2 separate regions of the Mus musculus genome follow, and region 1 is linked to region 2. The links are chromatin contacts, called in public HiChIP or PLAC-seq maps. All regions are on one chromosome and are shown on one strand. The core of a region is the stretch at or near the end of the contact, and the rest is flanking DNA. Distances in the headings are between cores, read along the strand shown.

What was found. HiChIP or PLAC-seq counts read pairs in DNA pulled down with a chosen protein or histone mark.
Region 1: a contact with region 2 is called in an H3K27ac HiChIP or PLAC-seq map of embryonic stem cells, with 14 read pairs. The contact joins the enhancer-like site here to the promoter of Hormad1 in region 2. A contact is called at or near these places in 3 of 39 promoter capture datasets (3T3-L1-derived adipocytes, cranial neural crest and macrophages), 3 of 115 datasets of contacts at active chromatin or transcription factors (bone marrow-derived macrophages and embryonic stem cells) and 2 of 9 other capture datasets (adipose tissue and liver).

The regions. Positions count from the first base shown.
Region 1 is chr3:95,670,685-95,677,387 of GRCm38.p6, reverse strand. It overlaps Adamtsl4 (ADAMTS-like 4), which reads left to right. Exons shown (of 18, transcript NM_144899.3): 17 at 133-277; 18 at 419-1,187. The coding sequence ends at 555. Gm52627 (a long non-coding RNA gene) reads right to left here and starts at 5,216. Exons shown (of 2, transcript XR_003954671.1): 1 at 4,450-5,216; 2 at 1,146-4,367. Within about 2 kb of position 1,762, at least 274 of the 459 cell types and tissues checked have an H3K27ac peak or open chromatin away from gene starts, as enhancers often do. A contact at or near this core is called in 3T3-L1-derived adipocytes, adipose tissue, bone marrow-derived macrophages and 2 more, where this site is marked.
Region 2 is chr3:95,556,180-95,563,054 of GRCm38.p6, reverse strand. Hormad1 (HORMA domain containing 1) reads right to left here and starts at 3,378. Exons shown (of 15, transcript NM_001289532.1): 1 at 3,323-3,378; 2 at 1,775-1,827; 3 at 431-575. The coding sequence starts at 1,810. It overlaps Ctss (cathepsin S), which reads right to left. Exons shown (of 8, transcript NM_021281.3): 8 at 6,650-6,875. The coding sequence ends at 6,870.

The DNA.
Region 1 (6,703 bases), core at 513-3,012, 120 kb before region 2:
ACCCTCTCCATTTGGGGTCTTATAATGTTCCTGGAGAATGTTCTACCACAGTCTCTCAGAGAGGAAGTGGGTGGCCTGGGGAGCAGCCCTGAGAACGTTAGACATCTGATCAGATGGCTGTGGTCTCCCCAGTGTTCTCGATCCTGCCAGGGAGGCATGCAGACGAGGGAAGTCCAGTGCCTGAGTGGCAACCAGACTCTCAGCTCCCGATGCCCTCCTCACCTGAGACCTTCCAGGAAGCGGCCCTGCAACAGCCAACCCTGCAACCAGCGACCAGGTAAAGAGCGTCCCACCCACCCCAGTAGAGGGGATGGAGTTGGACTATGGGCAGATATGAGAAGAGCTGGTGGGATTGGGTACCACGCTCCCAGAGGGGATGATGTCAGTCCAGTCTTGTGCCATTGACCTCTGTCCTCAGATGACCAATGCAAGGACAGCTCTCCACACTGCCCCCTGGTGGTACAGGCCCGGCTCTGCGTCTACCCCTACTACACAACTACCTGCTGCCGCTCTTGTGCCCATGTCCTGGAGCAGTCCCAGCTGGAACCGGCTTGAAACGGGTCCCAGAGACCCTGCCTTCGTGGTTTTCTTGTGCCACCCACTGACTAGCCCGCTCTGTACCCTCTGGCTTTTCACCTGGTCTCAGCCTTGCCAGAGGGATCCTCCAGGGTGAGAGACCTACAGTGTGATAGCTCAAGAAGTGTACCTGACCTGCCTGGGGGTCTGTCCTGTGTATGTTTATCACTTCCACAAAAGCAGCTTGAGAAAGAATAGGAAGTGGGCGGTGCCTGTATCCCTCATGCTTTTCTGGGCTGGGGAGAAAGGGGGAGAGAGCAAGGTTATATTTCCACACTAATCTGAGCTACATAGTGTGTGTCCCCCAGAAGTTCCAGGTCTGTGCCCCAATCCTCGTCTCCACATCTTCTAAATTACCCTGTTGTTCCCATCCCTGCCTTATCTAGTCTCTGTATTCCTACCTCCCTCATTAGCAGGGGCAGGGATCAGCCACTGCTACCCTACCTTACTGGGGAAGGACCACACCTCTCCAGGGCAGGGACCACTTGTGTCGAGGGTGAAAAAGAGAAACGTCAGCATAAGACATCCTAGCCCCAGTCGCCACTTCACACTGAAAATGATGCCCACCCCAGAAGTAATTTATTTTTTATTAAAGTTGGTTTTGACATAAACATGCTCTTCGTTATGTTCATGGGGACCCCACCATCCGAGCAATGTGAGGCCAGATGTGGTGTGGGAAGAGGAGCGGCATTTAGGGATGGGAGGAAGATGTGGTCCTCATGGGCTGTGGAGTGAGCTTCAAACCTGGGGCAGTCTGGATCAAGGGCCTAAGATTCTGTCCCACTACAGATCTGCAGATGGCTTACTGGCCACTAGAGGCCGCTACTTTTCCCAGTTTAGGAGCAGTAATGGGTGCTTGGATCCCAGCAGAGAGCCTGTGGTGGGCTTTTGGGTAGGCTCTTCCTGTTGTCTCTAGGAATCCAGCAGAACTTTTCAATGCAGGGCTAAGCTGGCTTGTGTGCGCACGAGCGTGGGGCATGCATGTTGCTTTTCAGGTTCTCTCGCTCTGGCCCTGTCTCCTCCTCTTTTACCCACTTCCCTGCTAGATGCCTGCTTACTGCTTTCCATGGGTGCATGGGGTGGTAACTTTGCCCCCTCTCTTTGCTCAGCAAAATCATAGGAGCTTGGCCCGCATGACTCTGTGACTGCAGGAGGAGGGAGGAGGGGCCAAGGCAGGACCAGATGTCCTGCCAGAGACACATTCCACAGAGATGTCTCACCAGGCCTCCTCCCTCCCCCACCACTTCCCTCTCCCTGTGTGTTTCTTTCAAAGTAAATAACTTGTTAAAGGTGGAGTGGACAGCCTTCTCCAGGGTCCTCTTCCCTGGCCCCTACAGTTGGTTCTGAGGCCTGACTTTCTTGCTGCCGATGCCCCGCTGGAGGCAGCCTTGTTCTGTCTGTGCCTCTTCAGACAGGCTGAGTATGGCCATTAGTAAAAGCCTGCAGACAGTTTTACTACTATTTTCTGAACACAGCTACACTCCTTGGATACCAAGTTCCCCTAAGAATAAAGTTGTTCCACTGTAGCAAACCCTTTGCTACATTAGAAGGGTACAAAGCTCCCTGCCTTGGGACTTAGGCTGTCCTCCCGCTGGATGTGGCTGAGCAGGAAGATGACAGCAAGCACAGTGTAAGGGGACTGAGTGGGTGACAAAGGAGGGGAAGGAAAATTAACCCCGGACAAACGGCTGAGGCGCCTGCTTAATATATCAAAGTGGACCTGACAGTCAACAGGTTCTCCCAGCATCCCTCAGTCGCTGTTACAAGGGTATGACTGGCACACCCTGTCTCCCAGCCCACGGGACTGGACTGCCCCTCCCTTTATAAGCAACCGTCCTGGCTACCTGCCCCTTTTGTACCTTTGGCCTACTGGTAGCTGGACCTGGTTTCTGCTCCCTTCCCCTCCCCCCTCTCCTCACAAGGTCAGGATCACTCTGAACTCTCCCAGATGTGGCTGCCTCTGGCTTTGTTCTTCTGATCTACTGTAAACTTTCTCCTTCGTCATACCTAGGAGCAGTCATATCTGTTCCTTTTTATTTCTTTTTTTTTTTTTTAATTAAAAAATAAAGCCATGGGTGATCCCAGCACGTGGGAGGCTGAGGCAGGAAGATCACAAGGCTAGCCTGGGCTATACTTGTGAGACCCTTTCCCCAAATACACCATGAAAAAAACCTGACTTTGGCCCAGGACAGGGGTTCCACAAGGAGGCTACAAGAATGCCCTGCCTCTGAAGAGGGTCAGGTGTGCTTCCTTCTTAGGTGACCCTGGAAGGACAGGCAAAGATGTAGGGACCAGAGAAATGGGGCCCAGGAGTCAGCTTCCAGATGCAGGCAGTGAACACAGAGTCCCCGAGCAAGGGAGGGGTGGCTGCCCTCCCAGCCCGCCCATCAGTTCCTGGAAACAGGGCTGGGGTGGAGGCCACAGCTCAGCTGACTTCCCCTCCCTTTTGAGGCCTCTTAGGGTTGTTGCTGGGCAGGTTTAGATTTTGGTCTGGGCTTGAGAGCCAATCACAGGTGGAGAATGCAGCCATAGCCCTCAAGGGTTCCCCCCAACACCTCCTTTCTTTTTCTGATCCCCAGAGCTTCTCGCCTCTAGCCTGGGGGGTGGGGGGGGAGGGGGCGGGAGCGGCGGTGTCTGCCCTCTACTCCTCACTGTAAAGAGAAGTCCCTGCAGTCCTCAGTTCATCTGCAAGCAGTGTGGGGTCAGAGCAGACGGTTCTGGGAAGGAAGGCGGGCCTGCCTTGAAGCACCCCTTTCTCTGGACCCCTAGAAGGAGCGGTGTGGCCAGACGCTGCTTTGTTGACCTCTGAAACTCTTTGGAGGGTCTGAGTAAGGAAGTTAAAACCCAAAGGGCAGATGGATGCGGTGCAGCCCCTGGCTTGCTGCACTAGGGGGAATTTAGGGAAGAACTTAGAGGAACTGGACCTTTGAGACTTGAGATGGGGGTGGGGGGAGTGATGGGAGCAAATGACATGCACGCAGAGAGCAAGCATGCAGAGGCCACTGCATGGCCAAGGAGTCCCCACTTCTGAGTGTCTGCTGCCCAGAGAGGTGGTTCTAGTGTACAGACGAACTGTATGGTCTGTAAGTTCAGCGGTGTTGAAGTGCGGCTGGGCGACAGAGTTTACTTGGCATGCATGAAACCCGAGGCCCTGCATTATTTTTTAAAAGCTCCCAGTGGTTAGGGGTCCCCTCCCCCTTACTTAAACTTCCTAGGGTAAATACCCTCTCAGTTTAAGCTGCAGCCTTTCTACTAAATTTAGCGACTAGACTTCCGCATCCCCCTTAGCCACCTGGTCAGCAGGAGCGCAGCTGCAAAGGTGGACCTGATGGAGTTTCAACACTCCCTCCCGGGCCACTCATCAAGACTTCACTTTCTGCTCAGCAGGTCTGAGGTTGAGCCCAAAATACTAGGCTGCTGTCCAGGGCTTGAGTGTGTCTGTCAAGCCGGAGCTTGTGATCTTCCTTGCCCATGGCTCCAAAGTGCTGGGCATGTGTCACCACACCAAAGCTAAAGTTGACAGACTGCTTTCTCCTCTCTCACCAGTGAACCAAGCCAGGGGCCCTTCTCTTGCAGCCAGGGAGCAGCACCTTGTTAGAGGGGTCTGTGGTCTGAAGAGAACTAAGTGGAGGTGGGGGGATTCCTCTTCACACCAGCACCCCTCAAAACCACCATCCCAGGGCTGAGTGGGGGTGTCTTGGGAGAAGGGTTTGCATGGTGCAGGCAGGTGGGGAGGCGAGAAAAGCACCTTCTTTGTACAGGAAGTAGAAGTCTCAGGAAAGTACCTAAGCCTGACAACAAGAGAGAGAAACAGTCTGGGTTAATCTCAGCATACCTAGCACCTGTCACCAACCTGGGGTTGGGCTCCTTTACCTGGGAGATGGGGCGTTGGGGAAATTCCAATGGAGGATGCTTCAGGTCTGAGGCTGGAACCTGGGTAGGGCTGGCAGGGAGCATCAGCTGTGCCTGCTTCAACCCAGGGAGCTGGGGGCACTACCCATCTCTGCTCTCACATCAGAAGCAGAGGAAGGATTATCAAGAGTTCCAAGCCAACCTGGACCACAGAATAAAACCTTCCCCTTTACTCCCCGTCCCCCTACACACATAACAAAAGGAAAACAGACCCGCTCGTGCATTTCCTGTGTGAGAAGCAAGCCCTGTTGGTTCAGCTGTGAAGGAACCACCCCCAGTGTGTGTGTGTGTGTGTGTGTGTGTGTGTGTGTGTAAGGCACATGCATGTGCCACTGCTGCAGCAGTGCTGAGCTCAAGGGACAACTTCCAGTGCTCTCTATCTCATGGGTCCTGGGGATAGAACCCAGGCCACCACACTTGGCAGCAAGTGCCTTTCCCTGCTGAGCTCAACCTTCGTGCTGGCTCCACATTAGATTCTGTTGCCATAAGAGAGTGGTACACTATAAGCCTGGCTCCCTATGGTAAGGGGAGGCCCAGGATAGGATGGACAATGGAACATGAGAGATGCCCAGTCCATCTGCCCTGAATTACCTGACCCTATTCCATAGTTGGCCTCCCTGTCCTCCCTAGAGCTGACCATTGGCTGATACCGTTTTGTGGTTTGTTTGTTTGTTTTGTTTTTTGAGACAAGGTTTCTCGTTGTTAATAGTCATGTCTGTCCTGGACTTGCTTTGTAGACCAGGCTGGCCTTGAACTCACAGAGCCCACCTGCCTCTGCTTCCTGACTGACTGCTCTTCCAGAGGTTCTAAGTTCAATTCCTGGAAAGCACATGTCAGAACCATCTGAAATGAGATTTGATGCACTCTTCTGGTGTGTCTGAGGACAGCTACAGTGTTCTCCCATACATAAAGTAAATAAAATCTCGGGCAAGGAAGTAAAGGGTGTGCCACCATGCCCAGCAGTTCCCCTGTTTTCTGTTGTTCTTAAATGGTTTTTATTTTATGTGCACTGGTGTCTCTGAGAGGTATTCCAATCCCCTGGACTGAGCTGTAGACAGTTGTGAGCTTCCACATGGGTGCTGGGAATTGGACTCTGGAAGAGCAGTCAGAGCTTATAAGCCCTGAGCCATTTCTCCAGCCCCTGTGATTCTGTGTGTGTTGTAGAACAAGAGTGACAGTAAAGTGACAGGAACGAATGGGCAAAGCTGTGCTCCCACCAAGATTTATGACGCTGAAACATCAATACATCACAAAATACTTTTCAGATTTTTATTAACTATTTTAGAACACAAGCCAGGCTGTCAAGCTAGCTGAATTAAGGCACTGGGCACCAAGACTGAGTGCCCTGACATGGATCCTGGGACTAACTCGTCCAAGTGATCGTTCAACCTCACACCTGTGCCTCTCCCATACTCCCTGCTCCTGGCCAGGTAGTTCGATTAGTGAAGGTGCTAGTTGCCAGGCAACGACCACTGGCACTTGATTCCTGGATCTCACAGGGTAGGAGAGAGCAGTCTCCTGAAGGCACACAGGTGTTCTCATAGATACAGACAAAGTAAATGGAATTAAAAAATGAAGCCATGTGGTGCACGCCTTTAATCCCAGCACTAAGGAGGCAGAGGCAGGCAGATCTCTGAGAGTTCAAGAGCAGCCTGGTCTACAGAGTTCCAAGACAGTGAAAGCTACACAGAGAAACCCTGTCTCGAAAAACCAAAAAATAAAACTTAAATAAATAATGCAAGCCAGGTGTTTGCTCGTGGTGCATGCCTGTGGTTCGAGGGCTTCGGAGATGGGGGCAGGCTAAATATCAGAATTCAAGGTTATTGTAAGAGTCAGGGAATCCACTCTTACTCTCGCCTCCCTCTTGCCTTTTGACCCCTTGCTTCCCCCCCACCAATGTGGTCATAACTGGCCTCTACTTCTCTGCCTCTACTACCCTCTTCACTCCCCTCCCCATGCCCTGAATAAACTCTATTCTATACAACAAAAAAATAAATTAGGGAGTCCAACTTTTCCCAGAATAAATTTGACTTTGTGAGTTATCTCAATGTGCTCTTTTAAAAGCTATAAAATAGCTTTTTCCCCTCCCCAGGACAGGGGTCTCTGTGTAGCCCTGACATGCTCAAACTCAGAGCCGCGCCAGCACTGGACTAAGGCATGGTGTGCTCAGCCACTGGTGACTATCCTTGTCAAAGTCCTCTTTAAAAAAAAAAAA
Region 2 (6,875 bases), core at 2,129-4,628:
AAGAGCACAAAAAAGGAAACAACCTAAGTTGATATGTATGGCCGAACAATGGAATATTATTCATAGTGAAAAGGAATCAATTATTAATCCATGTTACAGTATTATGATTAAGTGAAAGAAGTCAGTTAGAAAGAACATACTGCATGATTCCTTTTAAGACAAATATCCAGAATAGGTATATTCACTGAAACAGAAAGCAGCTCTTAACCTCGTTAGGAAGAGAGAATGATTTATTGTGGATGTTTGCGGGGAGGCAGTGGTGAAATTTTCTAAAATTATGATGGTAATTGCATAATGCTGTGAGCACTGTATCATTGAACTATATACTTTGGTGAATTGTCAGGTTATGTGAATTACATCAATAAAATTACTACCAAAAATCACATTCTCTAAGTAAAGAACAAAGAAGGTCCTAAGTATTGTAGATTACCATCCAGATATCTTGTCCCATAAGCACGTTCTGGAAATATTCCTCTCAAATAGGTGATGCAAGATACTGAAACAGCTAGGAGCCTCTTCACAAACATCAAAGATTGATGCTCAGTTGATATCTTATTGGGAAATACCAATGCACTCTAAAATTCAAGGGAAATTAAAAACATTTTATTGACATTTATTGAAAACAAAGCTTCCATGAGCTTAAAAGCAGAGTCTAGTTTTGCATAAGCACAGTACTTTCCTAAATAATTCTCCAAAATCATCATCCCCAAAAAGTTACTGCAAATTATAAGGTGCCGGGGTGTGTTCAGGGTTAATGGCCCAAGAGTAAAGCAAAATGTGTTTAACAGTCATAAGCATCCTTGAGATTTTAGGGCATGGTGGTGCGAGCCTTTATTCCTAGCACTTAGGAGACAGAGGCAGTTGGATCTCAGTGAGTTTGAGGCCAGCCAAGTCTACAGAGCAAGTACCAGGACAGTCAGGACTACTCGGAGAAACCCTGTCTCAAAAAACAAACATTCAGAAAGCCAAGAGAAAGAAATGCACTTGAGGGCTAGTTAGCAGTCAAGAGCATTGCCTGCTCCTTGAGGAATCAGGTTTCATTCCTGGCACCCATACAGTGGCTAACAGAATTTTACTTTCGTTCCAGGGGATCTGACAGCACAGTTCCCACATAGTACACAGACATACATGCAAGCAAACCACCAGTACAAAATAAATAGAAAAAAAAAAAAAAGCAGCACTTTGAGCCATGGGTGGCAGCAAATGCTTGTAATTCCAATGCTCAGAAGGCAGAGGCAGGTGGATCTCTGCGAGGAGAGCCTGGTCTACATACAAAGTTCCAGTCCAACCAGGGCTTCAGAGTGAGATGCTATCTAAAATAATAATAAATAATAACAACAACAATAATAAAGAGAAGAACAGTCTCTTAGATAGAATTTCCTCTCCTTAGTGGCACAATTCTAAGTATTCACTCTCTTCACGAACAGCAGCTAAAAACCATTATTAGGAAAAGAACCCCCTAGAACAAAACACAATCACTGGGTTCATACTTGGATTGCTGAGTGAAAACAAGCAGGACTCAACCTTACTTGCACTTTACAACTGTCACATTTGGCTGGTGAGAGCTCCAACGAAGGAGATGCCACTGAATGAACAACTTATGGTACTATACTAAACGCTCAAAAGAATTCTACATTACTTATTTCCTTAAAGAATGTCCTAATACAATTAAAGCATCAAAATACTTGACTCTTATAAACAATAAAATATTTACAACTTCAAGAAATAAGAAACTCAGTTAAATTAATACATATTAAGTCATAAGAAATCATACCAGGGAAGCTGTCCTCTGCAACTGCATAGTGGCCATCTTCCAAGAAATATTTTCTTCAAACATGTAACACAAATATAAATTTTAATTTCAGATTTAATTTTTATCTCTAAAATTTTATCTTATTACATATGGGATTTTTATCTTAATAAATTTCAGAATTTTACTTAAAATTCAATCTTTAAAAGTCAATGTAGCCAGACAGTGGTGGAACATGCCTTTAATCCCGGCACTAGGAAGGCAGAGGCAGGTAGATCTCTATGAGTTCGAAGCCAGCCTGGTCTACAGAGGGAGTTCTAGGACAGCGGGGCTACACAGAGAAAGCCTGTCTCAAAAAAAAAAAAAAAAAAAAAAAAAAAAAGAGGTCAATGTATTGCTCCAGGGTGTGGTACATGCCTATAATCCTAACATTTAAGATGCTCAGGCAAGAGGATCAGTATTTCAAGTTTATCCTTAGCTGGTTAGAAAGTTGTAGTCCAGGCAAGACTGTCTGAGACCTTTTTTGCTTTTCTGTTTTTTTGTATTTTGGGGGTGGGGATGGTGCCTGATAATTTAAAAATAATTATATCAAAAAAGTCAAATCAGATGACTCCTTTATCAGGCTCAGTATGCATTGTTGCTCTGAAACTATAAATGGGAAAGCCAGGAGGGCACAAGATGGTTGAGCTGGTAAAGGAGCTTGCCTCTGGGCTGATGATCTTAGCTGGTAGAAACAACATGGCAGGCAGAAGGAGCAAATTGATTCCCATAAGCTGTCCTCTGACTTCTACACATGCCATGGCATGTTCACATATATTCCCCTCCCTGATATGTATCGAAAACATTTTTAAGGTCAGCAGACAATACTATTTTTTTTTTTAAATTTCTTTTCTCATGTAGCCAAGAATGAATTTCGACTTTGTTTTTCTTTCTTTCAAGGCAGGTCTCTCTACGTAGCTCTGCTGTCCTGGAACTCTCTCTGTAGATTAGGCTGGCCTCCGAGACCCACCCGCCTCTGTCCCTGCCTAGCTGGTACTGGGACTAAAGGAGTGAGCCACTACACCCGGCCTCATCTTGAACTTCTGATCCCTCGGCCTCCCCCCGACCCCCCAGTGCCATCATGCACCATTTATTCTCAAATCTTAATTTATATTTTGAGACAAGGTCTCACTATGTAGCTCTGGCTGGCCTGTGACTTACGCTATGTAGAGCACAGTGGCCGACACTCCACCCACCTTCTGATTCTTTTAATGACTGACTCTGAGTTCCCAACTATCTTGGTAAACCGACTTAAATTTCCTTGCACCCTGGTCTCTATTTCGTCTGTTAACATGAGAATTCACGTAGAAGTCCGCACAAAATAAGAGACCTGACACGGCTGGAAACCGTTAGTCCCATGGCGACTGCCAGCTGCCCTCGTCGCCCCCTCAGGACCCGCTTCGGACACAAGCACACAAAGTCTCTCAAATGTCTGCTGTTTGGACCGTAAGGAACCTGAGAGGGCGAAGGGCCACAGAAAAGTGACTAAGGGATGATAAAAAATGAAGAGAACCAAGCCGAAAATAAACATACTTTACGCACCGCCTGAGGGAAGCGTCCGGCAGCGACAGGCAAGAGTCTTGAAGTGCGGCGCTCCGGTCAGCACGTGCGCAGTGCGCATGCGCCTTAACTGTCACTGGCACGTGGCGCACCCTTTGACCTCAGGCCAGACCACTATTCCCGCCAAAAGCTGCGCAAGGCCTGCCGGGAGCCAGGCTCGCAGCAAGGCTCCAGCGCCGTCCCCAGCAGGCCAAGGCCTGACCGGGGTCAGGTCGCTGAAGGTACAAAGCCTGCCCGACACAGCTGGCTCCCCAGAGACCCCCGGTGTCCCCACACCCGGTGTTGCTGTTTTCTGCTTTAGATTTTGTCACTTTTAGATGATTGTTAGATTTTCCGGTTGCTGTACAGTCCCCACATCCAGTTAACGATGCCTCTGAGGAAATCAGTCGTCTACCAGTCTGCTTACTTAGGTTTTTATTTCTGTTTAATTGATTTCAAAGCTGAACTGCGGCGGTGCATGCCTTTAATCCCAGCACCCGGGAAGCAGAGGCAGGCAGATTTCTGTGGTCAAGACCAGTCTGGTCTGCAAAGTGAGTTCCAGTACAGCTAGGGCTACACAGAGAAACCCTGACTCTGGGAAAAAAACAAAACAAAACAAAACAAACTCAAACCAAAAGAACAAATAGTTTTTAATTTTTAGTATGCGTGTGTGTGCCTTATTACATTCATTTGGAGGTTAGAGGACAGTACTTGGACATGCTCATACCACAGCATAAGTGGGGGTCAAAGAATGACTTGAAGTTGGTTCTCTCTTCTACCATGGGGTGGGGGGTTGTCTCAGGATCTAACGGAGCTGCCAGGTTTGATAGCAATTACTTTTACCTGCTGAGCCTTCTCACCCGCCCTAATATTTTTATTTTTGAGAATTATTCTATATAGCCAAGGTTGGTCTTGAATGGCCATCCTGCCAACTTCTTGCTCCCATCCTCCAGACTAAACTTACAGATGTGTGTGTGTGTGTATAATATATATGCAATATATATCACATGTATATATATTATACACACACACACACACACACACACACACACACACACACACACACACCTGGGGACAGTGGATAGCTTTGAGAGCAATTTGTCTCATTTAAAAACAAAAGTAAGTTTTATTTTTGAAATGGTGATTTTCAGTACTGGCCTTCAAGATTGTGGGCGGTAGCTAAGCCAAGATGTTGTCAAACTGCTGATCCTTCATCAGGCTGTCCAAAGGACCACCAGCCCTGCTTCATATTCTTGTTTGTTTGTTTGTTTGGTTTGGTTTTTGTTTTTTTGAGACAGGGTTTCTCTATATAGCCCTGGTTGTCCTGGAGCTCACTTTGTAGACCAGGCTGGCCTCAAACTCAGAAATCTACCTGCCTCTGCCTCCCGAGTGCTGGGATTAAATGTGTGAGCCACCACGTCCGGCTCAGCTCTGCTTCATACAAGTGTTTTGAAAACACCACCATCCAGAGACTGCCCCACCCGGGGACCCATCCCATATACAACCACCAAACCCAGACGGTATTGCAAGCGGTCTATGCCAGCAAGACTTTGCTGACAGGACCCTGATATAGCTATCCCTTGTGAGGATATGCCAGTGTCTGGCAAATACAGAAGTGGATGCTCACAGTCATCTATCGGATGGAACACAGGGACCCTAGTGAAGAAGCTAGAGAAAGTACCCAAGGACCTAAAGGGGTCTGCAACCCTGTAGGAGGATTAACAATATGAACTAACCAGTACTCCCCAGAACTATGTATCTAGTTGCATATGTAGCAGAGGATGGCCTAGTTGGTCATCAATGGGAGGAGAGGCCCTGGTCTGGTCTTGCAAAGATCATATGCCCCAGTACAGCGAAATGCTAGGGTCAGGCAGCAGGAGTGGGTGGGTTGGGGAGCAGGGTGTGTGTGTGGGGGGGTATAGGGGACTTTCAGGATAGTATTTGAAATGTAAATGAAGAAAATATCTAAGAAAAAAAAGAAAGGAAGGAAGAAAACACAGTTCCTAGGCTGTTGAAGTGGCTCAGTGGGTAAAGGCAGTTTCTGCCAAGCAGGATAGACTGAGTTCTATTCCTGGAATCCTCAAGGTGACAGAAAAGAATCAATTCTGCAAACTGTCCCCTGCCCCCGACATGTGCACCCTAGCACGTGTACCCACACAGGCAAATGAATAAATAAATGTTAGGGAAGACAATGCAGTTCCAGAGGGAAAATGATGTTTGAGAAGCCTCATGGAACCTGGTGCTGGCGTTGGCGATTTCAGAGTCCCCCACAATTCAGTAAGAAGAACAATGAAGTCTAGAAGACTAGAATATTGTTTTCAGGATCAAAAATGGCAGAGATCTTGCTCTAGCATTTTCTCATGCAGTCTTCTCACGTTTATAAATTTCCAAATTTCCAAGAATTTTCTTTTCTTTTTTTTTTTTAAAGATTTATTCATTACATGTAAGTACACTGTAGCTGTCTTTTAGGCACACCAGAAGAGGGCATCAGATCTCATTATGGATGGTTGTGAACCATGTGGTTGCTGGGATTTGAACTCAGGATCTTTGGAAGAGCAGTCAGTGCTCTTCCCCACTGAGCCATCTCTCCAGCCCCTCCAAGAATTTTCAAATTCACTGTCTAGCATTCCATTGCTTTTATAAGAACCTTGTGAGAGAGACAGATCTCCCTCCTGTAGTCTCTCTTCCTCCTCTCCCCATGCTCTCCCCTCCTCCCTTTTCTGATCTTTTTTTTTTTTTGAAAATTTTTATTAGATGTTTTCTTTATTTACATTTCAAATGTTATCCCCTTTCCTAGTTTCCTCTCTGAAAATCCCCTATCCCCTCCCTCCTCGCCCTGCTCCCCACCCATCCCCCCCTGCTTCCCGGACCTGGTATTCCCTTATACTGGGGCATAGAACCTTCACAAGACCAAGGGCCTCTCCTCCCATTGATGACCAACCACATCCTTTGCTACATATGCAGCTGGAGACACGAATCCCACATGTGTTTCCTTTGCTTGGTGGTTTAAGCGTTGTTTTTTGTTTGCTTGCTTTGCTTCTGTTTTTTCAGGACAAGGTTTCTCTGTGTAACGGCCTTGCCTTTCTTGGAACTAACTTTGTAGACCAGGCTGGCTTTGAACTCTCAGAGATCTGCCTGCCTCTGCCTCCAGAGAAATGGAATTATAAGCATGTCTCACTATGCCTGTCATTTTTCATAACAACTTTATAACAATGTTTTCTTCATCACAATAGCTACTGCTCATCACTAACATAGCCTTGTTCATGATAGGGTATAAATGTTATCTAAGGACGACTTGAAAAAAATCATTTGTGACAATAATAGATATTTGAAATGACAGATTTTATTAAGCACTTTGGGGCTATCATGTTACAAATGGTTATTAGAAAACACTAGACAACAGGGTGTAAAAATAGCTATAACCTAGTTAGTACAGTAACTACACATTGATCACGACACACTTGGTTCCTCTGGATATTGCAGGCAAATTAAGTTAGAGTATATTCCATCTTTGTGACTTGTTAGAAAAAGAAGAAATGGTTTAGAT